Linked DNA regions of Sus scrofa: region 1 is linked to region 2. The links are chromatin contacts, called in public HiChIP or PLAC-seq maps. All regions are on one chromosome and are shown on one strand. Each heading gives the region's core, a stretch centred on a gene start, on an enhancer-like site or on the middle of the called end of the contact. The rest is flanking DNA. Distances are from core to core; before and after follow the strand shown.

The links. HiChIP or PLAC-seq counts read pairs in DNA pulled down with a chosen protein or histone mark.
Region 1: a contact with region 2 is called in an H3K27ac HiChIP or PLAC-seq map of alveolar macrophages. The contact joins the promoter of APIP here to the promoter of PRR5L in region 2. A contact is called at or near these places in 1 of 5 promoter capture datasets (fetal skeletal muscle) and 1 of 2 datasets of contacts at active chromatin or transcription factors (alveolar macrophages).

What each region holds. Positions count from the first base shown.
Region 1 is chr2:26,090,128-26,096,830 of Sscrofa11.1, reverse strand. It overlaps APIP (methylthioribulose-1-phosphate dehydratase), which reads right to left and starts at 1,811. Exons shown (of 8, transcript XM_003122870.3): 1 at 1,556-1,811. The coding sequence starts at 1,612. It overlaps PDHX (pyruvate dehydrogenase protein X component, mitochondrial), which reads left to right and starts at 1,936. Exons shown (of 13, transcript XM_003122869.4): 1 at 1,936-2,138. The coding sequence starts at 1,985.
Region 2 is chr2:24,811,077-24,818,075 of Sscrofa11.1, reverse strand. PRR5L (proline-rich protein 5-like) reads left to right here and starts at 5,434. Exons shown (of 11, transcript XM_021083180.1): 1 at 5,434-5,664.

The DNA of each region.
Region 1 (6,703 bases), core at 562-3,061, 1.3 Mb before region 2:
AGAAAACTGAAGGAAAGGAAGGCTTCAAGGAATTCCAAGTTTTCAGTTGGCTGAGCAGCTAAGTGGTTAGTGATGCGGTCATAAATATTTGAGTGCCTACCATGCATCAAGCACATCCTGGAAGTTCAGCCATGAATAAGACAAAGTCTCCGCACTGAAGGAATTTATACTCTAGGAAGCAGTTTTAAAAAAGTGATGTTGACTGAAAAAAAAAGGCACAGTGTGAGTCATGAGTTAAATTTTATTTGAGGCAAAATGAGGCCTGGGAGACAGCCTCTCAGCGCCGAGGGAGGAACTGCTAGAAGCGGGGGGGGGGAGTTCAGTATATATGTGATTTGGGGAAGGTGGATACCTGAAATCAAGCACCTGCTTCTGCAGAGGATTTCACTAATCATGAGGAGCAGATGGCACCATTAATGATCTTACTGCTCTTCTAGATATGAGAAGACACAAGAAATTGGGGTCATAAAATCTCCTGAAAATATCTAACTATCAGAAGGCCTAGTCTGCCAGTTTTTCACAGAACACAGAGTGCCTCATTCCTGATCTCCCTGGCCTTCTTTCAAGAGTGTGCTGAAGGTCAGCGGCTGACTGCAGCGGCTAATGACCTAAACCTTGTGGAGGCAGCGGGTGGGTGACAATTTTTAGTTGGCAGTGAAAAGAGGAATAAATACGTAAATTGTAATAAGTGAGAGGAAGAAAACAAGTGACTTTGCTCATCTCTGGAAAGTCATTTATTCACAGAAATACTGGCTGATAAGTTTTTCCTAATAAAATCTGCCACCTTTTACTTTTTAATTGGGACCTTCTGCCCCAAGGAAGAATAACAGGAGGAATAAAGAATCAGGTCGTGATTTGAGGGGGAATTCCCAGTCTCTTCAGCAGCGCTTCTCACTTGTAATGGTTTACTGGTCTAGCTCTCCTCCAGAACCCAGGCCATTGTCTTAATTACCACCCTGAGCACATGGGTGTTCCATAAATTGTTGGCATGCAGAAGTGAATGAAAAGTTATGTGCAGCCCGAGGGTGGAATCTTCCTGTGACTTCTGCTTAAGGAAAAATCCTTCCTAGATCATCCCACAACCAATCTAAACAGAAGCAGGCAAAGAGCAACTTGCGCAGAGAAAGTGCCAGCTACTGAACAGATCCGGCTCGGGGACGTTTCCCAAGTACCTACTACGCGCCAAATGTCAGGCTGGTCGCCAGGGCGCAGAAGAGCTCATAGTCTGAGCTCCGTTTCACCCGCGGCTTCACGTTTCCCCGGTCTTCATGAGAAGTTACTTTGAAATACACACTTAATACCGCTCTCCTCCGTTATTTTTCCTTATTCAAGGTTTGGTGCCCAGCTCCTGTCTCCAGAGAACCCCAGCCGGTGGAGCAAAGACCTCAGCGGGAGCCGGGGACTTAGGTCAGCACCCGCAGCGGAAACCGCGGTGCGCGAGGGTCCCGTTGGGTCCGGCCCGAAACCCCACCCCGCCCGCGCCTAGCTTCCGCCGCCGAGCCCCGCAGGCGCCTCGCTTCCAGGGAATAGAAGGCGCCGGCGGCCCCGCCCCTACCTGCGCGAGGCATTGCCGCGAGCTACAGTCTCCCTCTGGAGCGTGACAGCCAGACATGGCCGGGAGCAGAGGTACCCGCGCCCTCCGGTCTTCGCAAGGCTTTGCTCCCGGCCCTCAGTTGGGGCTAACACGGCGAGGCCAGAAATGCAATCAGGCGGTGTGGAGGGCAGTCCGGAGGCGGGGCGGACAAGACGAAAGGCGGGTCCGGGAGGGCCTCGCTGACCGGAGGCCCAACCGCGCAGCCTCATGACCGGGAGGCGAGGCCAACGAGTTTGGAGGCGGAGCTAGAAGAGCTGCTTGATTCCTGCGGTTTACGAGTCGCGGGCGTCCAGGGGGCGTGTCCAACGGGGTGGGAGGCGGGGCCTTGTAGGGCCTTGATGACTGGGCGAACAGGCTGTGCTGAGGGCAGCCCGCGAGAAGGCTGGGAAGATGGCGGCCTCCTGGAGGCTAGGCTGTGACCCGCGGGTGATGCGTTGCCTCCTGGGCTTTGGCAACTGCCCGGGGCTGGTGAAGGGAGCTGCTGGATGGTCTCTCGGCCGCGGAGCTAGTTGGAGATGGTATCACAGCACGCAGTCTCTTTGGGGTGAGTGGCCGGGACGCGCTCAGCTCCTCTGTGCATCTGAGCAACGGGCCTGGGGCAGGGGCTTTTTGATTAAGGGCCTGCACCTGGGTGTGGAGGTGCCCGGAGCCTCCCCGCTCCCTTGGCTTTGTCTCGGGGAGGGTTCTGCTGACTTGGCCTCGTGCATGCCGCAAAGGGTTTTTTGGAAGCTAGGAGAATTTGACTCCGTTCCCTGGCCTCCTGGTTGGTATGGCTTCTCCGTGACCTTGCCTTGGATTTGGGGTTGTGCGGCCTCTCTCAAGCCCCTTCCTAGTCATTGTTAGTTTCCTTTAGAGTTGTCAAGTTGCCCAAGTTTGCTGAGATTTAGACGTCACGTTAGTGGTTTTTATTCATTGTTTTCACCCTTGTCTACTGGAAGATCTTAGAGGCCAGCGGGGTTGCCTCACGCGAGTACTGGTAAAGGACTCAATTTGTAAATGTCTAGGCATCATAGGCATAGGTCCGGAAAAATGTTTTATGCGAAACATGGCTTGAAAGAGTGGAAATTTAGGGGGAGAAGCTTACCAAGAAGTGTCGACTTAAAGCCAGGCCGCCCAAGTGTTGTGAGTTTTAAGTTTTATTCAGAATATGAGTGAGGATTTTAGCCTGGGAGACAGCCGCTCTGCAGAGGTAGAGAAGCCAGATTGTATGTGAATTTTTTGGCTAGGAGATAAATGCGGTTAGGCATACAGGTTGATAAAAGATTACTGCTAATCACAAAGAGCAGATATCTCAGGTTAATGGTTTTAGTATTTTTCTATGAATGGGAAGATATAAGAATTCAGGATCATTAAAATTCTTCTTGAAATGTGTTTCGAATTATCTAAGGGCCTCTTTATCCAAAACACCCAGTGCTTCATCCTGAATTCCTCTCAGGTTGCACTGTCTGTCGCTGGGCAACTGCAGTGGGTTATGATTTAACCCTTGTAGAACTGGATTTGCCATTGAAATTCTTCATTGTTTACAAAACTTATTGTTGAAAGTTGTCTTTAAGTAGTGATATTGACAGAGCTAACACAATTCCTACGGTGTTTAATGGTATATACTGTAGTGTGCCCTGCATTATTTTTCTTTACATGAGGATGGGGGTGGGGCGGATTTTGAGTGTGATGTATTTTCTGCCAGTCTTTAGTCACTCCTCCGCAGGATGAATTGTAATATGAAAAATTAGGTGCAGTAGGCATTGCCCACATATTCTGAAGCTCAGAACAGAAGAATATTTACACAAAGTTACAGGGTATGATGAGTGCGCTGAGATTTTATGATCCTGTAATGAGAACAGTTTATTTCAATTTTTTCTACTTAATGTTTAAAAAATACCTCTTGGAGCAGTGGGTTTTTTTGTTTTGTTTTGTTTGTTTTTAACTGTGTTTACAATTTACTGTCTTCCCTTCCTCCAGTTTGTTAAATATTGAACTTTCTACAGCTCCCAGAGATTCTGTCTGGGGTAGAGCTAAGCAATTTGCATTTTACAAACAACCTTCGGTGCATTTTGATGTTTTATGTTGGTGTTTATAGAGTACACTTTGAGACTTGCTCTCTGAGAAAATCATGGAGTAGGAAGAGCTCAGTGTTAGAAATATTGTGGGAAGAGTGTTCTTAATCTTATTTATAAAACAGTTCCTTTTGAGAATCTTTGACTGTTTTAGACCCTCTCTACAGAGAAAGGGGCAAAGTGTAGTTACACTCCAAAATGTGCATGCAGTGTCAGGGGTTCTCCTGAGACCCAATTTAAGGACTGCTGCCTTTGGAAACTCTTAGGCAATTCTTCACTGATGCATCATGACATTTTGCCTACCCTATAACACACCGTGAACAACTTGTCTAACTGGACATCATCTGTGAGGAATACCAAGGAAGCTGTGTGTTTCCTAGTGCCTCCCTCCCAATATAATCCCTGGTGATTATATTGGGCCCACCTGGATGATCCAGGATTCTTGCTCCATTTCAAGGTGAAGCTCTTTAGCAGTCTTAATTTCTTTTTTAACCTTAATTCCCCCTCGTTGTAACATACTCATAGGTTGGGGTTAGGACATACTACATCTCTGGGGTGGAGGCGGGGCGTTTTATTCTCTCTGCCCCATAAGCTGATGGCTGTGTGTTGTTGGGTAACTCTAGGTTATTGGGAAATCTTGGATTTTTTTTTTCTTAATACTGAGCCAAAATTTGTCTCCTCGCCTTTCACATACAGGTTTTTGTTTTGCCATGATGAACACTTGTGGCAATCCTTATACTATTTGCATTATAAAGCATGGATGTATGGTGTTCCTTTTTGTCTGAGCATAGTGGAAACTTAGGTTTCATAAAATTAAGCAACTGTTTGGTCATCTATAGACTATGTGAATTAGGTTCAGTTATTGAGTTATTTCCTCTTTCATATGTCCATCCAGGATTTAAAAGTCTGTCAGGTGGGAAGTCACTTGAAGTTTTGTTTTCTTAAAAATGTTTGTTGGCAGCGTTTTTATGAACTACTGCATATGCCATGTGCTTAGCACTTGGTAGAATCTCTTTCAGTTTTCACAAAAGCCTAGTGAAGTTGGCATTATCTTCCTTGTTATTCGACAAGAATACTAAGCCTCAGAGAAATTGAGTGGAACTCCCAGAGCCACACAACTATAGTGTTCACGAAGACTATTACCATTCAACTCAAACAGAGTGAAGGAATGAGCCCCAGATGTGAGGTACATGGTAGCTGCTTGAAAAGTAGGTGGCCTGCTGGAGGAACAGATTCCTAGTATTTTAGCACATGGCCCATTTAGTCATGTTCAGCTTCTGGAGAGGCAGCCCTAAATTCTGTATGAGCTTTATCCTTAAAGTTATGGGGATGTAAAAACTAGGGCATGATTTCAGTCGTGTGTGCAGTGAGCTCTGAGGGACTAAGTTCAGGATGCTAAGGGACAACATAAGCAGGCTTTCTGGAGGTGGTAGCCCTCCCAGGCTAAAAGAAGAGCAGATATAAAGGGGGCCAGATGTGACATTTACATAATTGGCAAAGCATTTGCAAATAGTCTTCAACCTACCCTAAGTGATTGTTTCCATGGCTGCCATTTCGGAGAAGATGGCTTGGTTTGGAGTTAATAATTACTAAGATGTTAATAACAGTGGTCTTAAGTTGTCCCTGAGGAATAACATGTTGAATTTAAAATAACGTGTGTAGAAAAATAAATGAGATACCGTGTTTATAGGGCCTCACCCAATATATAGCTTCAGGCCTTGCATATGTAGATGTTAAACAAACATATCTGGGGAAGGGTAAAAATCTAGAAAGTTGTAAAAGGACAAAGAGGTCTGTAGTAGGACTCCAAATCCTACCATATGTCATTTTGGAAGAAAATTAAATTTATTGATAACATTTAACAACTGGGAACTTTTGGTAAAAATGGAGATTTTCGTCTTCTCTTGAACATAACAGTCTGCTTACTCATGGCTTTTCTTTCTCGGTCGTATCAGCCTGCTTTGCTTTAATGCTGATTCAGGCCCTTTATGCTCCATTGTGTTTTCACTTTAGTTCAAGTGCACACCATCATTTCTGTGATCTAATTCCAGATTTCCTGGGCAGAGAAGCTGATGACCCAATGTAGGTCAGTTGTAGTTTAGAGTACACAGGGCTGATTCCATCAAAGACTGCAGTTTGGGCATTGTCTTTCAAAAGAAAGTGTGAGTTGGGAATCGCCTGCTATTCTGACGATCTGATTAAAGTAGGAGAGCAGTAAAGTCCTTCATTTTCATTGTTTTGGGTTATGTATTGACTAGAGAAAACGGACGATCACTTACGCCGAGCAGATATAGTCTGCTCGCTAGTTGAGATGTGTGGTCATCTAAGGGAAAATAGGAAGGGGTAAAATGAGATCTTAGTAGAAGCAGCAGCAGGAGAAACTGTTAAGATTTGGATTATCAGGAAGAACTTAGTACATATTTACATTGCTTTAAAACATTCCATTGGGGATACGAGAGTGGGACATTCCAAGGAGCCATCACATTGAGCATTCACTGTTTACCAGGTTGCATTGTAGAGACTTGACTTCTCTCACTTCTAATCAAAAGAAGCATGCAAAGGCTGGTTGTGTTTTATAGGTGAAGAAATAGAGACTCAGTGAGGTTTAGCTGTTTGCCCAAGATTAGAAAGTAAATGACTACTTTGAGACTATGCACATGATAATATATACAGAGCAAGTAAAGGGGTCCTTTCTTGTTGGATGTCTCGGATTGAATTGACTTTGACTAATCACAGGGTTGGGTTCCATAGACTGCACCTTTGTGTCCTCCCTCTAGGATTCCTGTGTTGAAACCTAATGCTTTATGTGAGGGTATTAGGAGGTAGAGGCCTTGTAAGTGCCTAGGTCATGAGGGGAGCCCCCATGAATGGGATTTGATGCCCCTGGAAAGAGAACCCACAGAGCTCTCTCACCCCTTCCACCATGTGAAGACTCAGTGAGAAGATGCTGTCTGTGAACCACGAAGCGGGTCCTCATCAGCCGCCACACCCAGTCGGCCAGCAGCATGATCTCAGACTCCCCAACCTTCACAACTGTGAGAAATAAATGTTTATA
Region 2 (6,999 bases), core at 4,185-6,684:
TCACACCGCTATGTAGTCCCCTCCTATGTTGTGTAGGATTAGTCTATGGGACCAGTGGCAGGTGCAGAAGTGGTGGTATGTCACATCTGAGATTAGTTATAAACTAATTAGTTTAACTTTTAGTTAGTTTAAGTTAAACTAAGTTTAGGTGTAATCTAATCAGTTTTACTTTCGCAGTTTGTTAACAGCAGCTTCCAGACTCTCTCTCTGGTCTGCTTTCTCTTTCTCTCTCTCTCTCTCTCTTTTTTTTTTTTTTTTTTTTTTTTGCTTTTTAGGGTCACAACCTGAGGCATATGGAGGTTGCCAGGCTAGGGGTCGAATCAGAGCTACAGCTGCCAACCTACACCACAGCCACAGCAACACGGGATCCAAACCATGTCTGTGACCTACACCACAGCTCACGGCAATGCCTGATCCTTAACCCACTGAGCAAGGCCGGGGATCGAACCTGCAACCTCATGGTTCCTAGTCTCATTCGTTTCCGCTGTGCCATAACAAGAACTCCTGCTCTCCTTTTTCTGAATCTCTTGCTCTGGGGAAAACAAGCTGCCACGTTGTGAAGAGTCCTCTGAAGAGATCCAGGTGGTGAAAAACTGAAGCCTCCAACCAAGAGCCAGCAAGAAATGAAAGCCTGCCTGCCAATGGCCTCATTTCTGAGTTTGGAAGCAGATTCTCCACTAGCCCTGGCAGAGCCTTGAAATGACAATAGCCTTGGACCACATCTTGACTACAACCTCGTGAGAGATTCTGAGCCAGAAACACCCAGTGAAACCACTCCTGGATTTCTGGCCTTCAAAAGCTGTATGGTTATGAATGCTTGTTGTTTGAAGCTGCTGAGCTTTGAGACAGTTTGTTGCATAGCAAAAATAACTAATATATGGAGGCAGTAGAGCATAGGGGCTTTAGAATTCAACCTAAGTTTGAATTCCAACTCTGCATGTCATTGACTTACCCTGAACAAAATCTTGAACGTCTCTGCATCTCAGTTTCCACATCTGTAACGTGGTATTGGTCACACCTCCCTCAGAGAGCAGAGCTGAGTGAGAAGTGCTGCCCCAGTGGACGGGAACAAGCTCTCCTCACCCTCGTGGGCACCTGTGATAGGAGGGGATCCCCTGGGCTCCGGCCAGTGCCAGGCAGGGCCTGCAACCCTGCACTTGGAATCCCATTTTGCTAAGACTGCCCACATTGCCACGGGCAGGTTGCAGTTAAAGGTTTGTCTGTGGTCTGAAGAGCTTCTAGCAATTTCTCAACCATGTACATTTATGTGGAAAGAATAGAATAGAAGGTTAGAATTTATTTCTATGATTTGACCTCACTACCTGGGTTTTGTTAGGCCTAGTCTGATTTTCCTTCTAATTCTGAGTATATAGATCTCTGCTTGCTTTCACGTATTTAAAATTTTTTCTTATTAAATAAATGTATTAAATAGATTTAACAAATGCACCAGGCTCTATTCTAATCCTTTTATACTTACTGATTTATTCACTTCCCATAAGCCCCCCCGCCACAGAGTACTATAATTTCCTCCATTTTACATATGGGGAAACCGAGGCACAGAGAAGTTAAGTAACATGTCCAAGGTCACACAGCTGATTTGGGCACAGCCCAGATTCAAACGTGAGTAGTCCAGCCCCAGTGCACTCAACCACCAAATGCTACATGTCTCCTTGTCTTCCTATAGCTGAAAACTCATGCTCCTTCTGTCTTGGATGTCTGATTACCTTCCCCAGAGGGCAAGAGCAATCTAATGGTGTTCCCGGACAATCAACCCAGGGTGTGGTCAGAGACAAGAGGACAAGCGGAAGGGGTAATTTGGGCTTTGGAAAAAGACCCAGCTTCAATTTCTGGCTCCTGTGTGCTTCTGGAAATGTATTTTATCACCGAGCCTGTTTCCTCATCTGTAAATTAAGACCAGTAATAAAAATACCTTTTGACCATTAGAGGGAGCTCAAGGCTGAATGTACCTAAAATGGGGCAGGTTTATTTACCTGGAGATGGTTCTAGCCATTGGCAGCGCGAAGGGCAGAGCTTTCCTGTGCTCTGAGGAAGAGTGGGCATCAGGATGATCAGCTGTCTCCGTTTCCTCAGGGATGTGCTGGGACGCAGAGTTCCAGCGCTCACCCTGGGACAGTCCTGGGTGGGTACCCTTGTTTGATCCCCGCACCTTTGAGAAAAACGTCCCTTCAGAGCTCTTGCCCTGTCTTCTTCATTGGGGCTGTTGTGAAGAAAGCTGTATGGATGCAGAATTTTTTCTCCCCCCCCTTTTTTTTTATTTTTGGTTTTTAGGGCCACACCCACGGCATATGGAAATTCCCAGGCTAGGGGTCTAATCGGAGCTACAGCTGCTGGCCTACACCACAGCCACAGTAACGTGGGATTGGAGCCTCATCTGCAACCTACACCACAGCTCCCAGCAATGCTGGATCATTAACCCCCTGAGCGAGGCCAGGGATTGAACCCACCCACATCCTTGTGGTTACTAGTTGGGCTGAGCCACAATGGGAAACCCTGGATACAGAATTTTTTAATAGAAGGTTTGATTAAAGGCAGCAATCTTAGTTTTGAATTTCTTTTTTTTTTTTTTTTTTTTTTGGCTACCTCGCAAAAGTTCCCAGGCCAGGGATCAGATCTGAGCCACTGCTGTGATCTATGCTGTAGCTGCCACACTGCCAGATACTTAAGCCACTGTGCCAGGCCAGGGATCGAACCCTCACCCCAGTGCTCCAGAGATGCTGCCAATCCTATTGCCCCAGGGAAGGAACTCCTTGAGGTTCTTTTTTTGGTAACAGCTTTATTGAGATGTAATTCACATGTGCAATTTACCCACTGAACCTGTACAGTTGAATGGATTTTAGTATACTCACAGTGTTGTGTAACTATCACACAGCCAATTTTAGAATAAATTCCTCATTCCCCAAAATGAAACTATACCCTTTAGCTATTATCTTGCCAACTCTTTTCATCACACCCAGCCCTGGGCCACCTCTCATCTCCTTTCTGTATCTGTAGATTTGCCTCTTCTGGCCGTTTCATATAAATGGAATCTTATGATATGTGGTCTTTGAATAGTTTCTTCCACTCAGCCTAATGTTTGAGTGGGTTGTCCTAATGTTTTTATGGCTGTATCAGGACTTCATTCCTTTTTTTTTTTTTTTTTTTGTCCTTTGTCTTTTTAGGGCTGCACCTGTGACACATGGAGGTTCCTGCCTAGGGGCACAATCAGAGCCACAGCAACTCGGGATCTGAGCCACATCTGCATCTGTGACCTACACCACAGCTCACGGCAACGCTGGATCCTTAACCCACCGAGCGAGGCCAGGGATCGAACCCTTGTCCTCATGGATGCTAGTTGGGCTTGTTAACTGATGAGCCACAATGGGAGCTCCAGTACTTCATTCCTTTTGACCGCTGAATAATTTCCATTGTGTGGATATACCACACTGTGTGTCTCCGTTCATCAGTTGATAGATACTTGGGTTGTTTCTGCCTTTTGGCTGTCATCAGTAATGCTGCCATGAACACTTTCAAACAAGTTTTTGGGTTGACTTATGTTTTCATAGTTCTTGGGGTGTATACCCAGGAGTGAAATGGCTGGATCATATGGTAACTCTGTGTTTAACTTTTTGAGGAACTGCCAGACTGTCTGCAAACGCAGTTGCACCATTTTGCATTCCCATCAGCAGTGTCTGAGGGTTCCAGTTTCTCCACATCCTCGCTGACACTTGTTATTATCTGTCTTTTGGAGGATAGCCATCCCAGTGGGTGGGAAGTGCTATCTCATTATGAGCAATCTTGTTTGGAAGTTGTGTGTGCCTCGCAAGCACTTTTGGTCACTTAGACTACTTATGTGCACTTGAGGTGATGGAGATTATGGGGGCTTAAGCCCTCAGTCTTCCCTTTGGTCCCACCCTTAAGTCCAGGCTTTATCAGAGGAACACCAGCAGTAGGTGGAGTAGGCCAAAGGGCTGTGGCACTTTAGGGAGAGGCCCCTGGTTTTCCATTTCCTCACTCCCAATTCATGAACTGAGATGAGGGCAGGTATCCAGGGAGACAGGGCTGCTCATCTTTATTGATCTGGTGCCACTTGCTCCAGGTCAAGGAGGGGCTTTAAAGTGACCTGATCATCTCACCAGGAAACTGCAGGCAAATTGAGGCCAGAAGACCTGAAAATGACAGATATGTGCTGGCTTGGAAATGCCCTCTGTGTCCAGATCGGGCATCACAAGCTGCATGATTCCAGGCTCACTTTGTATGAACAGTGTCTCGGGAAACACCAGTTTCAAAATAGGGAAATCTGACACAAAGATCTAGCTTTCCAGCTTTGCTTTAAAGATGGACGGGCCTGGCCATGCCATTCCTACCTTTTCACGTTACAACAGTTGCCTAGAGCTGAGCCCTGGCTGCCCCCAAACACTGGCACGAGTGCTTGAATCCCCACTGTCCCCATTGCTCTCTGCAGTGTCGCCGTTGGTCCTCTCTATACATTGGTCACCTGCCTTATCCCTGTGGATATTTGTTGGGTGCCCAACTTCCCTGAGGGACCTAATGGGGAAAACTTAGGCCATAATAGGTGGTGAGGCTGAATTTGGGTGTTTGAGATCCTGGGGTTCCAGCCATGCCCTTAGCATCTCCTCATGAGTCTAAGCAAATTGCAAGTGTAATGTGAGCGTCTAATTTGTCATTCATGCTTCTAGAGCAATTTTTATAAGCCACATAATTCTCTATGAGTTTTACATGTATTAACTCATTTAATCCTCACTAACCCAAGAATGATCCCAGTTTACAGGTGGAAAAACTAAGGCTGGGAGAAAAAAAAAACGGACAGTGCTTGGGTAATTAGTAGCAGGACCAGGATTTAAAGTCAGGAGCCTCATTTTGTGAGCTTGCTCCTACCTGGGTGTCTGGTTAATAAGGGGGTGCAATCGCTACTATGTAAGGAATGATCTGGTCTTAGCAATTGCGGCTGCCCTGAGGCCGGCACTGGAGGATTTGAAGAGATGACACCCTGATTTTTTTTCAGCTCTAACTTGTGGTGAGTCTCTGAAAACATGTTAAGAGAGGAGGCAAGGGAAAGGAAAGGGGTACTTGGCAATTTGCCATGCCCAGAAGACTGGCGCATACCCAGGTGCTCACCCCTGATGGGGTGTCGCCTGCTCCCCATTACAGAACACTGTGGGCTGGGAGTCTGAAGTTGCTCTCCCAGTGCTGACTGGCCGGGTGGCTGTGATTAGCAAAGTCCAGTGAGCATCAGGCCCGGGAGGGCACTGTGGCCTCATTCCCGTCCCCAGGAGTAACACAGAAGTGGCTGGTAACACGGAGCATTGTCCTCGCCCACACAGGGCCTCTTTGTCTCCTCGATGCACAGAGAGGAGGCCGTGACAATGGCCTTGAATGGCACTTTGCTCTCCTTTCTCCAATGTTACGCTTGTTTTTTTCAGTGCTGAAAACAGCTAAACAATTACTTCCTGCGGGGAGTGTCAGCTTTTCATCTTTTCCGCCTGCTCCTCTGGCAGTCCTCGGGGCCCCGAGCAGTGGGAGCTGAGTGGACACATGGGCCCAGGGAGAGCTGGGCTCCATGGAGGCTGAAAGGCTGTGGCACCTCACCTTTCCCTGGCCAGGTGGGACCTGCCCTGGAGGAAGGAACCAGACCAGGGAACGCAGGTGAGAGTCTGGAAGCAGCTGGTGGGGCGTGGGGGTTGGAGGTCACGGCTGCAGGTCTAGCCAGAGGAGGATGGCTTTCTGCTTTCAAGACACCCTGTTTGCTTGAGAGCCGCTGTCTGCTGGTAAACAAAGATGAAAAAGCTACTGAGGTCAAGTTCGGCAGCCTCTAGACTAGGGAAGCACTCTTCCTGTCTGATCTCCACTCCATGCCTTTGATGTCTTTGGGTGACCGGAAACGTCAAGGTCCCCGTGGGTTTGTTGAGATGACTAGTCCTCTAATGATAGCTGCCATCATGAAGCGCTAACTCTGTGTGTCGGACATGTAGACATATGACTATGTGGAGCTGACTGTCCTGATAGCAGTTATAGAAAATACAACGTGCTTTCCATTCTTGCCTGAGTGCCACCCAGGCAGCCTGGTGCTAGAATCTGTGCTGCACACCACCGTGCCTCTTGTGTAATGGTCTTTACAATAGACCGAGCTTACTGCAGGGTTCCACTTGGAAGGACTTTGATCTCTAATGATAACTATGTGTACTGAGTCCCTTACCTGGTGGCAGGCAAGGTTCTAAATGGTTTGCTTCTATTTCCTCATTAATTCTACATAATAACTCTCTGGGATGAGTTAACTTTAATCATCCCCTTTTTACAAATGAAGTACAGAGACATTAAGCAATTTACCCAGGATCGCACAGCTGTCTGGGGGCAGAATCAGGGTTTGAACACAATTCTGATTGAATACTCTGCAGGATTAGGTGAATCGAATGCCTGCCCAGCCCTGTGAGTAATGCTTGGTTTGCAGTGAGTCTCTTTGTCCGGGTCACGAGGCCTGGAGTGTGGCGTTCCGTCCCTGGCTTTGCCGAACAGCAGCACTGAGTTATCCATTTCAGAAACTCAGACGCTCTTAAATGGTTCGCCTGTTGTCCTCAGCTTTCGCCAAGCTCGAGAAGATGGAACTGCCCGGTGGGGACAGGGAGGGATTTGGAATGATAATCGCTCAATGTGTGTCACCTCTTCCTTGGCCAGAGACAGGCCAAGCTGCCACATAGGTGGGAGGACAGATGTTAAATAAACAGGACTCGCTGGCTATATGCAGGAAGCCAGCTTTATTTTTGTCTATCTCTGCCCCTTAATTTTTTTGTAGGGCCCTACTCTTTCCTTGCCCTGGGGTGAAAATTAGGGCAGGTCCCTGGCTCTTCTGCTTGCTTACCTTTCTAGTTTCAACAATGTCTCAGTTGAGTAATTGATACATCCAGGTCTGTGCAATAACCCAGACCTTCAAACTTCCTTCCAAGCGGACACTCCTCTTTGCCACCACCTCCCCTGCCTCTCGGG